Linked DNA regions of Sus scrofa: region 1 is linked to region 2. A link is a contact called in public Hi-C data. All regions are on one chromosome and are shown on one strand. Each heading gives the region's core, a stretch centred on a gene start, on an enhancer-like site or on the middle of the called end of the contact. The rest is flanking DNA. Distances are from core to core; before and after follow the strand shown. Region 1 overlaps GPR137C (integral membrane protein GPR137C). Region 2 overlaps TXNDC16 (thioredoxin domain-containing protein 16).

Region 1 (7,503 bases), core at 1,151-3,650, 95 kb after region 2:
CTTTTGGAGGTGATGAGAATTAACATAGTTATGAACAAAAGTTAAAAAAAATTGAGGCAGATTAAGTGTTTATATTTCCTGCGTAAACCAACTCTTTTCACTCCTAATAGCTAGGAAGTAGAATGCATAATTTTAAAAGAACAGTCATAACTTCAGCTTTTAACTCTGCTAAAAACAACAATTCAGAGTATGTAACAAATTCAACTTGAATGCCCCATCATTTGGAAGTCCAAGCAATACAATGACAAAAACCAAAACAATAAGCAGAAATAAAAAGCGTAGGTAATCATAAATCAAATAAACATGCTGTTGTCATGTCACTTATTTGAAGGTGTCCTGATCTTCTAGTTGTTAAGCTGTTATAACACCTCTATCCTTTATAGCTAAACTGATACATTGCATTCTTCCTAACACAATTTCTGATAGACTACCAGTGACATCTCATCAGTAAAGCTTTCCTCTAGCTTCAGATATTATTTACCTCAGAGTGACTAGCAATCCTTACATCATGAGTATCAATCAGATAATTTGTTTCTCCCCTATACCTTTTGATTTATAAAATCTTATTAGTAATTAATTGTAAAATAGTTGGTGGATATTTCATAAAGTAGCTAAACACTCTTTTTACTTTTTTTTGGAAATAGAACATATCCCACCAGAAAATATATAAAGCTTAAGTATACAGCTAGGTGAAATTTTACATATGCATACGCTCCCAGACTAAGGTGTGCAACATTTTTAGTGCACCAGAAGGCCACCTTGTGCCCTCTCCCAGTCATACCTCTCACCCTGAGGTAAACACAAAGTGACTAAACATTATCACAATAGGAAAAAAAAAATCTATATTTTAAGTTCAAAATTCTAAAATATACCTGTACAGCATAAACTACACAATATCCGGATTGAGTTTTCAGACTTTTCGATCACTTGTTATTCTAAGCTAGCGAGGAAGAATTTAAATGTCTAAAAGTCTTCCTGTTACATGGATCTCTTGTATGTGTAATGTACTTTTTAGAAAGCAATACATTCTATTAACCTTGGAAATCTCATTTAGAAAGAAGCTTGTCTAAAGCTTTTTATCTTTTGCAGTGTCTCCTAGAAAGAGTGTAGGTTGTCTATACTTGTCTTTTTATAATAAAATTAACAGTTTTAAGATGCATAGCTATGCTTATAAATATAAACTTTCAACCCATTTAAAGATACATTTTTAACCAGAAATCATTTCTCTATTCACTAAAAAAATTAAATTTAAAAACACAAGGAAGTCTCTATTTAAAAGAGTATAACTCCTTAAGTGAGGAGTTCCCTTGTGGCACAACAGGTTAAGGATCTGACATTGCCACTGCAGTCCTTGGGCCACTGAGGTGACACAGGTTCGATCCCTGATTCCTGGCTCAGGAACTTCCACATGCCACAGCAGACATGGCCAAAAAAAAAAAAAAAAAAATCAAATTTTTTTTCTTTTTTTTTCCGCACCTGTGTCATACGGAAGTTCCTGGGGCCAGGGATCAAATCTGAACTGTAGCTGCAACCTACCCTACAGCAGTGGCAATACTAGAGCCTTAAACCTGCTGCTGCAGAGTGGGAACTCCAAAATCAAATTTTATATCAATTCCAAGTAACTGGAAGTACACTTTCTGTTTGTCATTCTGAATGAATGAAGCTTTATCAAAGAGTTCTTTGTATTATAGCAAAGTGTTAGAGAAAGTCTATATGGTGAAAAATACAAAACTTAACATTTGATTTTTTTTAAACCGAAGGCTCTTAATATCTGTTTTGAATAGTTGTGCTTCTTGATTACCAAATCGCTCTTTTTACTATCTGTCATATTAAATATCAATTTCATTTTATTTTTGACCTCTTCAAAGTATTTGTTTTATTCATTTCTCACTAATTAAAAACATTCTAACTTTCAGGACTTAGTTACAAAGAACTAGAGAGCAGTATAAAAATAAAGCTAGTAAAACAACCATTACTATTTTGAACACATTTTAGTAGTTCTTCTAAAATAAGTTTTCAAAAAGTTGTGACTGCCCAAACCATTCTTTCTTTTATTGACTGCACTTGAAATGGAATTGAGATAAGTGGAAGTAGCCCATTCTGAAATAATTAGACTTACCATACTTACCTCCTGAAAGCACACAGTTGAAAAAAAAAAAAAAAACTGTACACTAACCTAAAAATACCTGTTGTGCTTTTTCCAGCATGATGAACAGAACACGTACTTTACCAGTGAAAGGTTCACACTCCTATACTTTTACCAGAGAAGATTTCAGTCTTTAAAACAGACTATCTGATAAAATATGCTATCTACCATTGGAACATGTAAAAGGACTTAGAGTGAGAGTTGATAGTATACTATCTTTGGACTACTGTGGTGCATGCCAAAATCGATGAGTTCATCTCCAAGACCTGTATTGACATTTTTTTGCTTGTAATGTTGTAACATGAGTGCCAGTTGCTTAATCGGGGTAAAATGCAATGACTAAATCATAATGCCAGAACAGCTAGAAAAGTTAAATTCAGAATCTTAACACGTACATTCGTGGATAACTATCCTTGTCCCTGACATTAGATACAGTTTTCCAAATATTGATGGAATGTCAAGTAACTTAAACTTATAGGTATTTTGGTTTTGTTATACTGTTCTGTGATTTCTTACAAAAGTATTTTTACTGGGAGTTCCCGTCATGGCACAGTGGAAATGAATCTGACTAGGAACCATGAGGTTGTAGGTTCGATCCCTGGCCTCGCTCAGTGGGTTAAGGATCCCTCGCTGCTGTGAGCTGTGGTATAGGTCACAGACACAGCTCAGATCCTACATTGCTGTGGCTCAGGCATTGGCTGGCGGCTACAGTTCCAATTGGACTCCTAGCCTGTGAAACTCCATATGCCGTGGGTACAGCCCTAAAAAATATCCACACACAAAAAAATTAAAGAGTATTTTTACCAATAGAAACACCTTAAGGATAAGAAATTATTTTACCATATTTTAATCTTATAAAACAATGGTAAGAGTTCCTGTTGTGGCTCAGTGATAACGAACCCAGCTAGTATCCATGAGGATGCAAGGTTGATCCCTGGCTGCCCTCAGTGGGTTAAGAATCCTGCGTTGCTGTGAGCTATGATGTAGGTCACAGACACTGGCACAGATTCCATCTTGCTGTGGCAGTGGTGTAGGCCAGCAGCTGCAGCTCCAATTCAGCCCCTAGCCTGGAAACTTCCATGTGCCATGGATGGGGCCCTACAAAAAAAAAAAAAAAAAGAAAAAAAAAAGAAAAGAACAATGGTTATATACTGTTGAATGACAACCTTGAAACGGCCAAAATCTTGAAAATATTTAGCCATCTAAAATTTGAGGGTTGGACTTCCTGTCTGGTGTGGCAAAAACGAATCTGAATAGGAACCTTGAGGTTGCAGGTTTGATACCTGGCCTTGCTCAGTGGGTTAAGGATCCGGCATTGCCATGAGCTGTGGTGTAGGTCGCAGACACGGCTTGGATCTGGCATTGCAATGGCTGTGGTGTAGGCTGGCAGCTGTAGCTCCGATTAGACCCCTAGCCTGGGAACCTCCATACGCCACAGGTACAGCATTAAAAAGCAAAAAAAAATAAAATAAAATTTGAGGATTAACTTAATTCTGATGAACACATGAGGTAAATTATTTGTGTACTTTCTGGGATCTTATATTTTCTGCCTAAAAGATTGCCTGTGATATGAATGCTAAGATTCTCTTATATTTTCTTGATGTAATTAGTTAATTCTGATTACTACAGGTAAAACCCTTACTAATGAAGCCACTTTAACATATTAGAGTTTTGCTTAGCAAAACTATTTTTGTATCATGGCAAATGGCCCATGGGAATTAGGGCTTTGCTAATTTGGTTTCAACTAATTCTATTAAACAGAAAAGTCTGCAAAACAAATAAGTCTCACATCATGAGTCCGTTACTATTAACTGGAAATCGTGATTTTGTCAATGTTGGACTTTTATCCATAAATGTGATTAGAAACATTTTTTGTCCGAATCTACTAAATTGTTTTATCCATTAACATGATTCTGTTTTTCCTGAGATCATCTGTGAGGCAGGAGTTCGAGATTATTATTCTATTTCAAAAGACATGATTATAACACCTTACATTCTATGTAATTTAATATTTTTGAAACACTTCATAACTCTTCACGAACCCAATCTACCTATGAAGTAGGTAGATATGTACAGAATGTGATTTGTCCAAGGTTTTATGGCTAACATGTATCAGAAATCAGACTAACGTATAGCCCACAGGCTAAACAGCCTTGTCAGCTATGAACTTTTCTGAGCACCAGTAATATCTTTTATATTTAGTGCTTCACTGTTTAACTTGCTTTCCCATTTTCCGCCATTTTGAACCTTTTCCACTCTCCAGCATGCTGTCTTTTCCTCCTTCATACTCAGCATATTACCCTCCCCTCCTAGTTTATAAAAGTAGAAACCAGGACTATCTGGCCAACAAAGATTCAGAGGTATGCCTTAAAGTGCAGTAGAGAGCATGTAATCCCTTTCAATGAATGATTGAGCTGGTAAGCAAAGAAATTTTTCAGAAGCAAGAAACCACAAAAAAGGAAGTGAATACAAAATGATAAAGTACTATACAGTTCTTTGTCTTGGGGTTGCAGATAGTTGTTAGCTGCTTCCTGCTAGCCTAAACCCTAGATTTTAATGTGTTGGGCTCCTGAAGAGATAACATTGGAGGCAATACCTTGTGGTGAAGTCTAATCAGAGAAGTCATCCCCTCCAGCTTAATGCCAGAATTCTCAAAATGTACATCTTCATTGGGTGGGTTAGGAGAAAAATAAGCAGATCTTCAGAAGTTGATGATGTGATTTGTGCCTTTCTGCCTTGGATCTGGGTAAATGTCTTTATTGAGGATTCATAACAAGCTTATTCTCATACAAATTAGGACCCTGAAACCACATTTCTGTGATTTTGGAGGGAGAAAAACCCCTACCTGAAAAATGTAATTTAATTTTATCCTGGCTTAATAGTAACCTCAAAGGAGCAAATGTAAATAATCTGTTGAGGAGTTTACTTTAAATCCAGAACCTTGACGAATAAAATTTGAAGGAACATGAGCTCAAAATGAAGCTATCCTTCTAAGGACTCTTCCCTGCAAAGGTCAAAGACAGCATAATTTTAAAATAGTGTAAAATACTCATTCATCTGATTTAAGAAGGTAAATAATACAATATATGATAAATAATCAAAATTGACTAGGCACATTTGAAAAGCATTTTTTAAATGAAAAATACAATGGAAATTAGAAACTGAAATGAGTTCCCGTCGTGGCGCAGTGGTTAACGAATCCGACTAGGAACCACGAGGTTGCGGGTTCGATCCCTGGCCTTGCTCAGTGGGTTAATGATCCGGCATTGCCATGAGCTGTGGTATAGGTCGCAGACGTGGCTCGGATCCTGCGTTGCTGTGGCTCTGGCATAGGCTGGCAGCTGTAGCTCCAATTAGACTCCTAGCCTGGGAACCTCCATATGCTGCTGAAGCGGCCCAAGAAATGGCAAAAAGACAAAAAAAAAAAAAAAAAAGAAAAAGAAAAAAAAAAAGAAACTGAAATGAACTCAACATTAAATGGTTAAAAAGGAATCAGTAAGCTAGAAGTTCTGAGGGGAAAAATCACCCAGAATATACCCCAGAGAAATAAAAGATAGAAAATATGATCAAAAGATTGAGAGACAATGAAGATAAAATGAGCAGGTCCAATGTATATCTAATTGGAATTTCAGAGAAATTATGCAGAAGACCTAAAGTTATCCCAAATTTATGAAATATACCAAGTTTCAGATTCAAAGCACCCAAAAAATCCAAAGCAGGTTAAAGGAAAATGAACACAAACTAGAACCTCAAAGTACCAAAGACGAAATATCTTTTAAACAACTAGACAGAGATGATATTACCAACAAATAAATGAAAATCAGTTTCTGTTGGCATTTCATTAACAATTAAGGAATCCAGAAGATAGTGAAACATCTTGAAAATGTTGAGACAAAATAACCAGGAACCTAAAATTCTACCCACAATAAAACTTTCAACAATAAGTGTGAAATTAAAGCTGTGTTGGGGGTGACATCAGCAAGATGGTGGTGTAGAAAGCCATGTACCCTCCATCCACCTGCAGACATACCAATTCAGCAACAAATCACAAATTCCCTTTGTGAGAAATCCAGAAACTAATGGAAAGACTCCTGCACCCCAGGTGAACACAAAACAAGAATCATCAAAACCAGTAGGGAGATTAGAGACAGACTTTCATCAGAAGCCCTGACCCGAGCACAGTGCCATACAATTGGGAAGAAACCTAACTCTCAGCTTCTCCCAGAGGAGAGAAGGGGCTAGCTCACACATCCAGCACCCCAACTTTTCCTAGGGGCCCCCTTAGAGATCAGGATTTTGTCCAGTCTTAGATCTCTGATGGGTCTAGTACAGTTTAGCCACGTAGAGGAGAATGGAGACAGCAAATGAACAGGTAGACAACATAGCACCCTTCCTTTCTCAGCACAAAGCAAGCAACCCATTAAGTATAGATTCCTGGTACTTCCTAGGGAGGGGAAGAATTGGTAGAGATCTCCAGAGTCTCTGGACAAGTTGATTGGTGACAGTCTTCTACTGTAGAAGTCCAGTCCATGAAGATTAGGAGAAGTGCCTGTTTTATCTAAAGCATAGGCACTAATGCAGAGTTGAGGAAAATGAAAAATCAGGCAAAGATGTTTCAAACAAAGCAAGATAAATCTCCAGAAATCCTAATGAAACAAAGCTATAAAATTTACCTGACAGAGAATTTAAAATAGTTATCACAAAGAGCCTAACCACAGGCAAGAGAACAAAGCATAAGAATTTCAACAGAGATAGAAAATGTTAAAAAGTACAAGACAAAAATCATGGAACTGAAGAACATGAAAACTGAAGTGAAAAATTCAGTTGAGCAGTTCATCAACAGACCAGATCAAACAATAGAAAGGACCAATCAACTCAAAAGACAAGTCATTGGAAATAATCCAGTCAGAAAAGAAAAAAGAATGAACAAAGCTAAAGGGACTTATGGTATACTATCAAACAGAAAATATTGACTGAGTCCCAAACAGAGAAGAAAGTACCAGAAAGCTTATTCAATAATGATGATGATGATGATAATGACTGAAAACTTCCCAAATCTGTTGTAGGAAATGTGTATCCAGATTCAAAAAGTCAAAAGGATACAAAGAAATCCACACCAAGACGCATTATAACCAAATTATCAAAAGTCAAAGACAAGAAGAATTTTGAAAGCAAAGAGACTTGTCACATACAAAGGAACCCCTAAAAGACTATAAGAAATTTTTCATCAGAAAAGAGTAGGATAATTTATTTAAGGTGCTAAAAGAAAAAAACTGCCAAGCAAAAATAATATACTCTCCAAAACTGTCCTTCAAAAAGGAAAAGGTTATGCCTTTCCCAGATATACAAAAGCTGAA
Region 2 (7,860 bases), core at 698-3,197:
TGTGGAGTTTATACACTGTTTATACACCAGTGGAGTTGATACATACATATTCACACATACAACACACATTTCAGAACTCTGTCATGAACAATGTCAAATGTAATTAGAATACAGTTCATCTGGTTTCCAATAAAAAAATCCTTAGAAGTACCTTAAGAAACTTTTCATTACATCAAATTTCACACCATTTCCTCAACAGACTAATGACCTAGGTTATTATACCTTAACTTATTTAAGTTATAGCAACAGGCTTGTTGTCATAATTAGATACAAATTAACATACACATCTATACAATAAGTATAAATGCACAGAAGCTTTAGAAAAATAAGGACTATGGCAGGTCATAAGCCAGCATCATAAATTCCAGGCCAAGATCTATTGTGGTTCCAAAGTCTGGCTCTGGAGTACAGTAGGGCCATGCAGAAATCCAAGTTTCCACATTTACTGGTTAATTATATGACTTTGAACTAGTTACTTAACCCTTCTACAGGTAATCATACTTCCTATGACTCTCGTGAGAATAAGTGAGATAATCCATGTGAATCATTCAGGAAATTATAGCTATTATTAAATTTAATACAATGAGTTATTTTCTGTGGATAACAACACCTACCATAGAGGAGACTGTCCTGTGAACAATGGATGCTATTAGTATCTGAATATTTAGAATACTTACAAATATTACAATTCAACTCCCTCTAGCATTTATTAGCTATAGTTCAAGTTTTTAAATCCTTGAAACAAAATACAGAATTATGTGCACTAAAATAGGAAACTTACTGATATGACTTTCTTGTCCTGCTTCTAATTTTTTCAGCCACAATAAAAGGTTCTCTTCAGTTATAGCCTGGTCTGAAGGAAATGCAAATACTTGGCCTCCTGAATGCAGATTCACCACAACAAGAAGAGGCAGAGGGGGTAAGACATGAAAATACGCCTGTAAGACTCCTCTTCCCACAGGAGTATTATTCCTGTAAAAAGGAATAGTTGAACATGGTAGTGAATATTTCTTTCTATAACAAAATAATGAGAACCATAGTTTATAAATCATTAACCTTTAAATACAGTATCATGCTAGTCAGTTTATGGAAAGATATCCTAAAAATCAAGAGGTTATAGTATAACTATGTTATTAGTAATCAGAGTGTTAAAAAGTTTCTTTTAACATGGAGTTCTTACTGCATTTCTCTTAGGAGAAAAAAGGCAGCCAACGAGAGTTTTTTTGTTTTTATATATGATTTTTATTTTTTCCATTATAGTTGATTTACAGTGTTTTTTTTTCCAATGAGAATTTTAATGAAGAACAGACGTAGTCCAAAGGCTCGTTGATTTTGTCTTGATAGAAAATCAAAAGGTTACTTCCAAAGTTTAGTCAAAACCTGATCACATGTCAGCTCAAAAATTAAAAAGCTACAAACTTTAAAATAACAAGATACTTATAATAAATACTCCTTTTCCAATAAAACCAAACATCTTTCCTCAGGATTAATTTCAAATTAAAACAATTTTATAAGTATGTTCATACAAGGAAACCATAAGTTTAAGACACCTAGTTTTCCTAATGTAGCACATTCCACATTATGGAAAATACTATTTAACTCTGAGATAGCAACAAGGATAACTACCTGGGAAAATTTTATCTCAAGTAGTATGTTGTACTGCTAGTGAACTCTTCATGCAAAAATGTGCACTGCCCCATTTTTGTAATTTTTCAAAAGAGTTAAAAATAACATGACTTTGAGCAATGGATAGTATGTGTGTATAAACTGTCTTTAGAGACATTAAATGTAGTAACACAAGCTGCGCATCTAGAAATTACACCAGGAAATGTTGGTAAACACACTAATAATGTTTCAGGCTGAATTTTTAAAATACAGAAACACAGAGAATGGAACTAAAGAAAAATGCCAAAATGTCACAATGTTTATTTTTCTGTATTGCCAAATTTTCCTCAATGCGCACCCATTGCTTAATAAACAAATGGGATTACATCAAACTAAAGACATTCTGTGTGGTAAAAATCAACAAAATGAAAAGGCAAACTTCAGAATGGGAGAAAAATATTTGCAAATCATTTATCTGATAGGGGGTTAATATCCAAAATAACTAAAGAACTCAATCACAAAATAACAAACAATTTAAAGATGGACAGATCTGAACAAACATTTTTGCAAGGAAAACATAAAATGACCAAAAGATACATGAAAATATGTTTAACATCACTAATCATCATGGAGATGCAAATCAAAACCATAATGAGATGTCACCTCACACCTATCAGAATGGCTATTATCAAAAAGACCACAAGTAACAAGCCCTGGCAAAGATGTGGAGAAAAGGAAACCTTTACACACTGCTGGTAGGAATATAAATCAGGGCAGCCACTATAGAAAACAGTATGGGAGTTACTCAAAAAAATGAAAGAGAGAACTACCAAGAATCCCACTTTTAGGTATGTATCCAAAAAAAAAAAAAAAAATGAAAGAGAGAACTACCAAGAATCCCACTTTTAGGTATGTATCCAAAGAAAATGAAAACAAAATATTAAAGCAATATCTTCATGTTCACTGCAGCATTATTCATAATAGCCTAGATATGGAAATAATTTAGGAGTCAATAGATAAATGGATTAAAAACACATGGTATACCTATGCAATGGAATATTGTTTAGCCATGAAAAAGGAAATCCTACCATTTGCTACAATACGGAGGAAACTTGAGAGTGTTACACCAAGTGAAATAAGCCAGACAAATACTACATAGTAGTATTATATGTGTGGAATCTTTATTTAAAAAGTCAACTCATAAAAATGGAGTGGAAAAGTTGCCAGGGACTACAGGGTGAGGGGAAAAAAAAAAAACCTAATAAAATAAAACAGACTTCTCAGCTGCAAAATTAATATAAGATTTAATGTGTAACATGGTGACTATAGTTGATAATACTGTACTATATCACTGAAATTTGCTGAGTGAGTAGAATTTAAATGTTCTCACCCCCAAATTTATATATATATAATAAATATGTGAGGTGACAGATATATTAATGGCATGGATAATTTTTCCATGTACAGTTATTATAAATTTATAATATACATTTATCAAATCATCACAATGTGTATTTTAAATATCTTACAATATTATTTGTCAATTATACTTTAATAAAGCTGAAAAAAACAGTATCATGTAGCAAAAAAAAATATTTATTATAAAACAAAATTCAATCTAAGACATGGTCATCTTAGACCATCTGAAGGAGTTTAGTAACTAAAATATCATGGTGACATATACATTGGTTCCATAATATTAACTGCAAAGGTAAAGTTATAGAGCTTCATTTTCTAATGAAAATTCCATAATAATTATACTTTACATTTTACGTATTAAAAATATACTTACAGATTCAACCAGCAAGGGGTAAGTGAATCCAAGTGTTTTTCTTTTACCAGCATCAATATTACTTTTTTATGCTGAGGATCTATGCTGCCATCACTGAATAAGATGAGTAATGGTTTCTGAAGTCTTAAATAAGTAGGAAGATTTTCCACAGTGATTTCTGGCTGTTTGAAAACAAAACAAAACAAAAAAAACCCACGCAGATAGGGAATTATAATGCATAAAATAGAAAATGTTCAAATCACTTTTGTAATTTTAGTTTATAAAATGTACTTCAAACATTTTCATTTAAGTGGAGATTTTGCTATATTGATTAAAAACAAAGAATATCAAGAGTTTTTTCTTAAATTTAAGCCCCCTTTGCCTTAATGAGTTCATTATCTTCAAATTGAAACTATTAAAAGAATTTGAAAATAAATTAAAGGAGCTCCCTATTTTATAATGATATAGGACTTCTAATAATTTCTTATGCTAAAATCTGGACCAGAGTAGCCAACATATACATGACAAAAACTCTTGTTATATTTTCCCTCTAATATAAAATTTTTGAAAAAAAATAAATGCTGAGCTTTAAAGACACACTCATTTAGTGTCCCCTTGCAGCTCATCAGGTTAAGGATCCAGCATTGCCACTGCTGTGGCTCTGGTTATTGCAGTGGCGTAGGTTCGATCCCTGACCTGGGAACTTATGCATGCCACAGGGGTGGCCAAAAAAAAAGGATAATAATCTTTTAACATCTATGATTACTTAAAAATTAATAAAATCTTACTTTGTTTCAAAATTAAGAATTTTTAGCATAATTAAAAATAACCAAATAATATGCTAACAAATTTTATGTCTCATATCTTTTGGGTTTTAAAAAAAATTACTAAGTAGTAAGAAATCTTGCCCTTTTACTCTTTTTACTAATAAAAAGAGGAGTTCCCACTGCAGCGCAGCAGAAATGAATCTGATTAGGAACCATGAGGTTATGGGTTCGATCCCTGGCCTCACTCAGTGGGTTAAGGATCCAGCGTTGCTGTGAGCTGTGGTGTAGGTCGCAGACGCAGCTTGGATCTGGCATTGCTGTGGCTCTGGCGTAGGCCAGCAGCTGTAGCTCCAATTTAGACCCCTAGCCTAGGAACCTCCATATGTCATGGGTATGGCCCTAAAAAGACAAAAAGATGAATAATAATAATAATAAGAGAGCAACCATTTTTTTATGTATTTGTAGAAGATGAGTTTGTCTAGGCTATTATTAACAAGAATTGAAAAGAGTAACAAAGTTAACATTTAAGATTAAAAATAGCAGTGATTTAGAATATTAAAGGCTTTTACCATTTTCCATTTTTAGTTCTACATCTATTACCTTATCTTCTGAATGTACCTGTGAGCTAGATTAAATCACCCTGTGTCAGAAAATTAATCCCCAGCTGACAGAGAAGGAAGCCAACGAAGAGAAGCTGATTTGCTCAAGTCACACACCTAAGCAGAAGGAAGAGTTGAATGAAACTAGCACCCAGGTATCCTGTTCACCAGCTTCCCATTTCACTGTCATATTAGAAATCCAAATGAACATTTTTTTCTAATGGTGTCAACCACCTCTGATTGATTCTCAAACACCAAGCTCTGGCATATACTTTCCCCTACTTAGTTCTGAAAGCCACTTTCCTCTGCCAATTCTCATTTTTCTTTAAGTTCTTTCTCTTTCACACCCAAAGTTCTCTTCTCACACCTCCCTCTTTCATGATTTAAATATTAGTTACCTTCTCCAAATTCTCCTTTTTGTGTTGTCATCTTTTATCTTCTACAAGAGCTATGTCCCCCTTTCTAAAGTTGACAGATCTTATCAAGCCAACAGATCTCACTCTGAACAAATACGATGGATCTGGTACAAGGGAGCCACCACTGCTCAATTCAAAGATGTATTGAGAACTTCAAGATCTTATGCTGGGTACTGAATCCAAAAGAAGGAAGATGCTTACCTTGCCCTCAAAGAGTTCCTAGTTTAGAGGAGGAGACAGGTATACAAACTTTTGTGCTCCAAGAAAAATTAATGTTTGACAATAAGGAAACGTATTGGTCCTAAATGAAGCTAAAAAACAAGGGATGGGAGTGCACAGGTGATTTTAGTAAGTGCTATGTGATCTGGGCCTTAGATAAGGAATTAGACCAGGCAGACTGAGATATGCATTAGAGCAGGGATTCCAGATAGAGGCAGCGTGATGAGGGTGCAGAGAGGTGTTAAGGCATACAGAGTATCTGGGGAACAGTGAGAATGAAGTGTGCCAGACTCAGGCACCCAAGAGGCTCTAAGACCAGATGGGAAAATGACTCGCTAGATTTCCTAGCTCCTAGGAATACTGAGAAGATTTTTCTACCAAACAAGTGACATGATTAGGCCTGTTTTAGATGACTAACTGGAATATGACTATATGGAAAGACAGGCCAGTGACAGGCATTGCTCTTTGCTGTGTCAAAGAAAGACTAAGAATTCCGTGAGTTTAGAAGTTAAGATCAGAAACTCAGATTTAGGAACCATCAGCTAGTATAATGACATAGAAGTTATATGTATGCGTAATATTTCCCAAAGAAAGACATAGCAAAAGAAGAAAAAAGGGTTGAAGATGTAATTTGAGAGTGGTCAGAACGTTGAAGGTGTGTCAGGAGAGGACTGAATTGTGAAAGCCAGAAGAATTTTAAGGAGGAATAGCATAACCAAGCATTGTGATTGCTACTGAGGCTAAGAAAAAACAGAAAAGGTCATCAAATGTGGTCAATGGAAGGTGACCTTTAGCTATCTGAGGATATGAGGCTATAAAGGTGTATGTTCTGACATGGTTAATGTATTCATAATAAAATCATAAAAAGGAGCTCGATGTATCTGAGAAAAGTGCTAATAAACATATTACCTAACAAATGGTTCTAAGTGTGACAATCTTGGATATATTACTGCTTAATTGTGATAATTGCATAGGTAATTATTGCATATTTCAGATTTGGGCATTATTTTCCAGGACAAACTTGTCATCAGGTTCATTACAATAGAAGTTTGATGTCATATAAAAACATTTACCATTGGGTCATCCACTCCTCTTTCCTATCCAGATGAAGGATCCAAAATTTTTCTAGTACCTAAGTGCAGGCCAGGAGATGAGCTCACTGCCAGCTGGCTACTGTACACACTCACTGCCTGCTCCAGACTAAGAGCTCCAACACAGAGCAGCTTGAAGAAATTTAATACCCACTTGAAGGTTTTAGAATTTATGAAAAAGTCATAACTAAAAGCAAAATAAAATTTTATATAGCTGTTCATTATTTAGTTGGACACTGCAAACCAAAACATTGTAAATTTTTGTTAAACATTGATGGTTGTTAAAGTCTGCCCAAAGTTTCTCAGCCTTAAAGAACATAATCTTAAAGAAAAATATTAGATACTAATTTTTTTTTCTTTTTAGGGCTGCATGTGCAGCATATAGAAGTTCCCAGGACAGGGGTCACATCAAAGGTATAACTGCCAGTCTAAAGCACAGCCAAAGCAAAGCAGGATCTGAGCTGCATCTGCAACCTACACCACAGCCCATGGCAATGCTGGTATCCTTAAGCCACTGAGCAAGGCTAGCATCGAACCTGCCTCCTCCTGGACACTAGTTGGGTTCATTACAGCTGAGTCACAATGGGAACTCCCTTAGATACGAATTTTTGGTCTAGCATTTACGCAGAGATGATACAAATCTGAAAAAATAAATAAAATGATACAAATCTGTTGGGCAAAGCAGGAATAAACGTCAGAAGCCTTCAAAATGTGCCCACCCTTTGGACTAGCAATTCAAAATCTGTGATTTTACCGAAAGTATATAATTATGGAAACACTCAAAGATTATCTATAAGGACAGTTCCTCAGTAAAACAAGCCAAATACATCTTAAATATCCATCAATTGGAAATGGGATAAATAAATTGTGGCTTTTTAGTACAACAGTATTTATTATGCAGGTATTTAAAAACCAATATGCAAATACTTATTTCTTGGTGGAAATATCCTTTAAATATAAAAAGACAAACACATATATACACATAGAATTTTTATTAAAGTTTGGGAAAATATATCCCTAAATTTAAACTTGGTAGAGAAGTTATGGTTGATTCTAATTTTCTTCTTTATAGTTTTCTACATTATCTGGGAAAAAAGCTGAAGTCTTAAAACTCCAAAAGTATTACACTAGGTATATGCTGAAAAATATCCACTTAATAACTTGTCATTAAAGACAAAAATGTTACTTTAATAAATAATTTAGAAGGCCACATTCTAAAAACACTGTTAGATTAATTATAAATTATAGCTTTAATTGGGGGAAGGGAAGCAATAGAACTGAGGTCACAAAAAGACTTAAAGAATACATTCATTTATTTTACAGACTAAAATATGTCATTAGATCATCACAACAAAAAATGTAATTACAGGCGGATATTCATTCAGAATTTCT

The links. Hi-C and Micro-C count contacts between places; a contact is called where the count stands out from the background.
Region 1: a contact with region 2 is called in a Hi-C map of liver, with 2.4 times the contacts expected there. The contact joins two enhancer-like sites. A contact is called at or near these places in 1 of 5 promoter capture datasets (fetal liver) and 2 of 47 Hi-C or Micro-C datasets (liver and skeletal muscle).

The regions. Positions count from the first base shown.
Region 1 is chr1:182,205,036-182,212,538 of Sscrofa11.1, forward strand. The region is part of intron 1 of GPR137C (integral membrane protein GPR137C); the gene reads left to right. Among named protein-coding and RNA genes, the nearest start is that of GPR137C, 5.6 kb to the left of the region's middle. Within about 2 kb of position 2,401, at least 1 of the 83 cell types and tissues checked has an H3K27ac peak or open chromatin away from gene starts, as enhancers often do. A contact at or near this core is called in liver, where this site is marked.
Region 2 is chr1:182,110,359-182,118,218 of Sscrofa11.1, forward strand. TXNDC16 (thioredoxin domain-containing protein 16) reads right to left here. Exons shown (of 21, transcript XM_021102004.1): 19 at 3,398-3,558; 20 at 782-972. Among named protein-coding and RNA genes, the nearest start is that of TXNDC16, 89 kb to the right of the region's middle. Within about 2 kb of position 1,948, at least 1 of the 83 cell types and tissues checked has an H3K27ac peak or open chromatin away from gene starts, as enhancers often do. A contact at or near this core is called in liver, where this site is marked.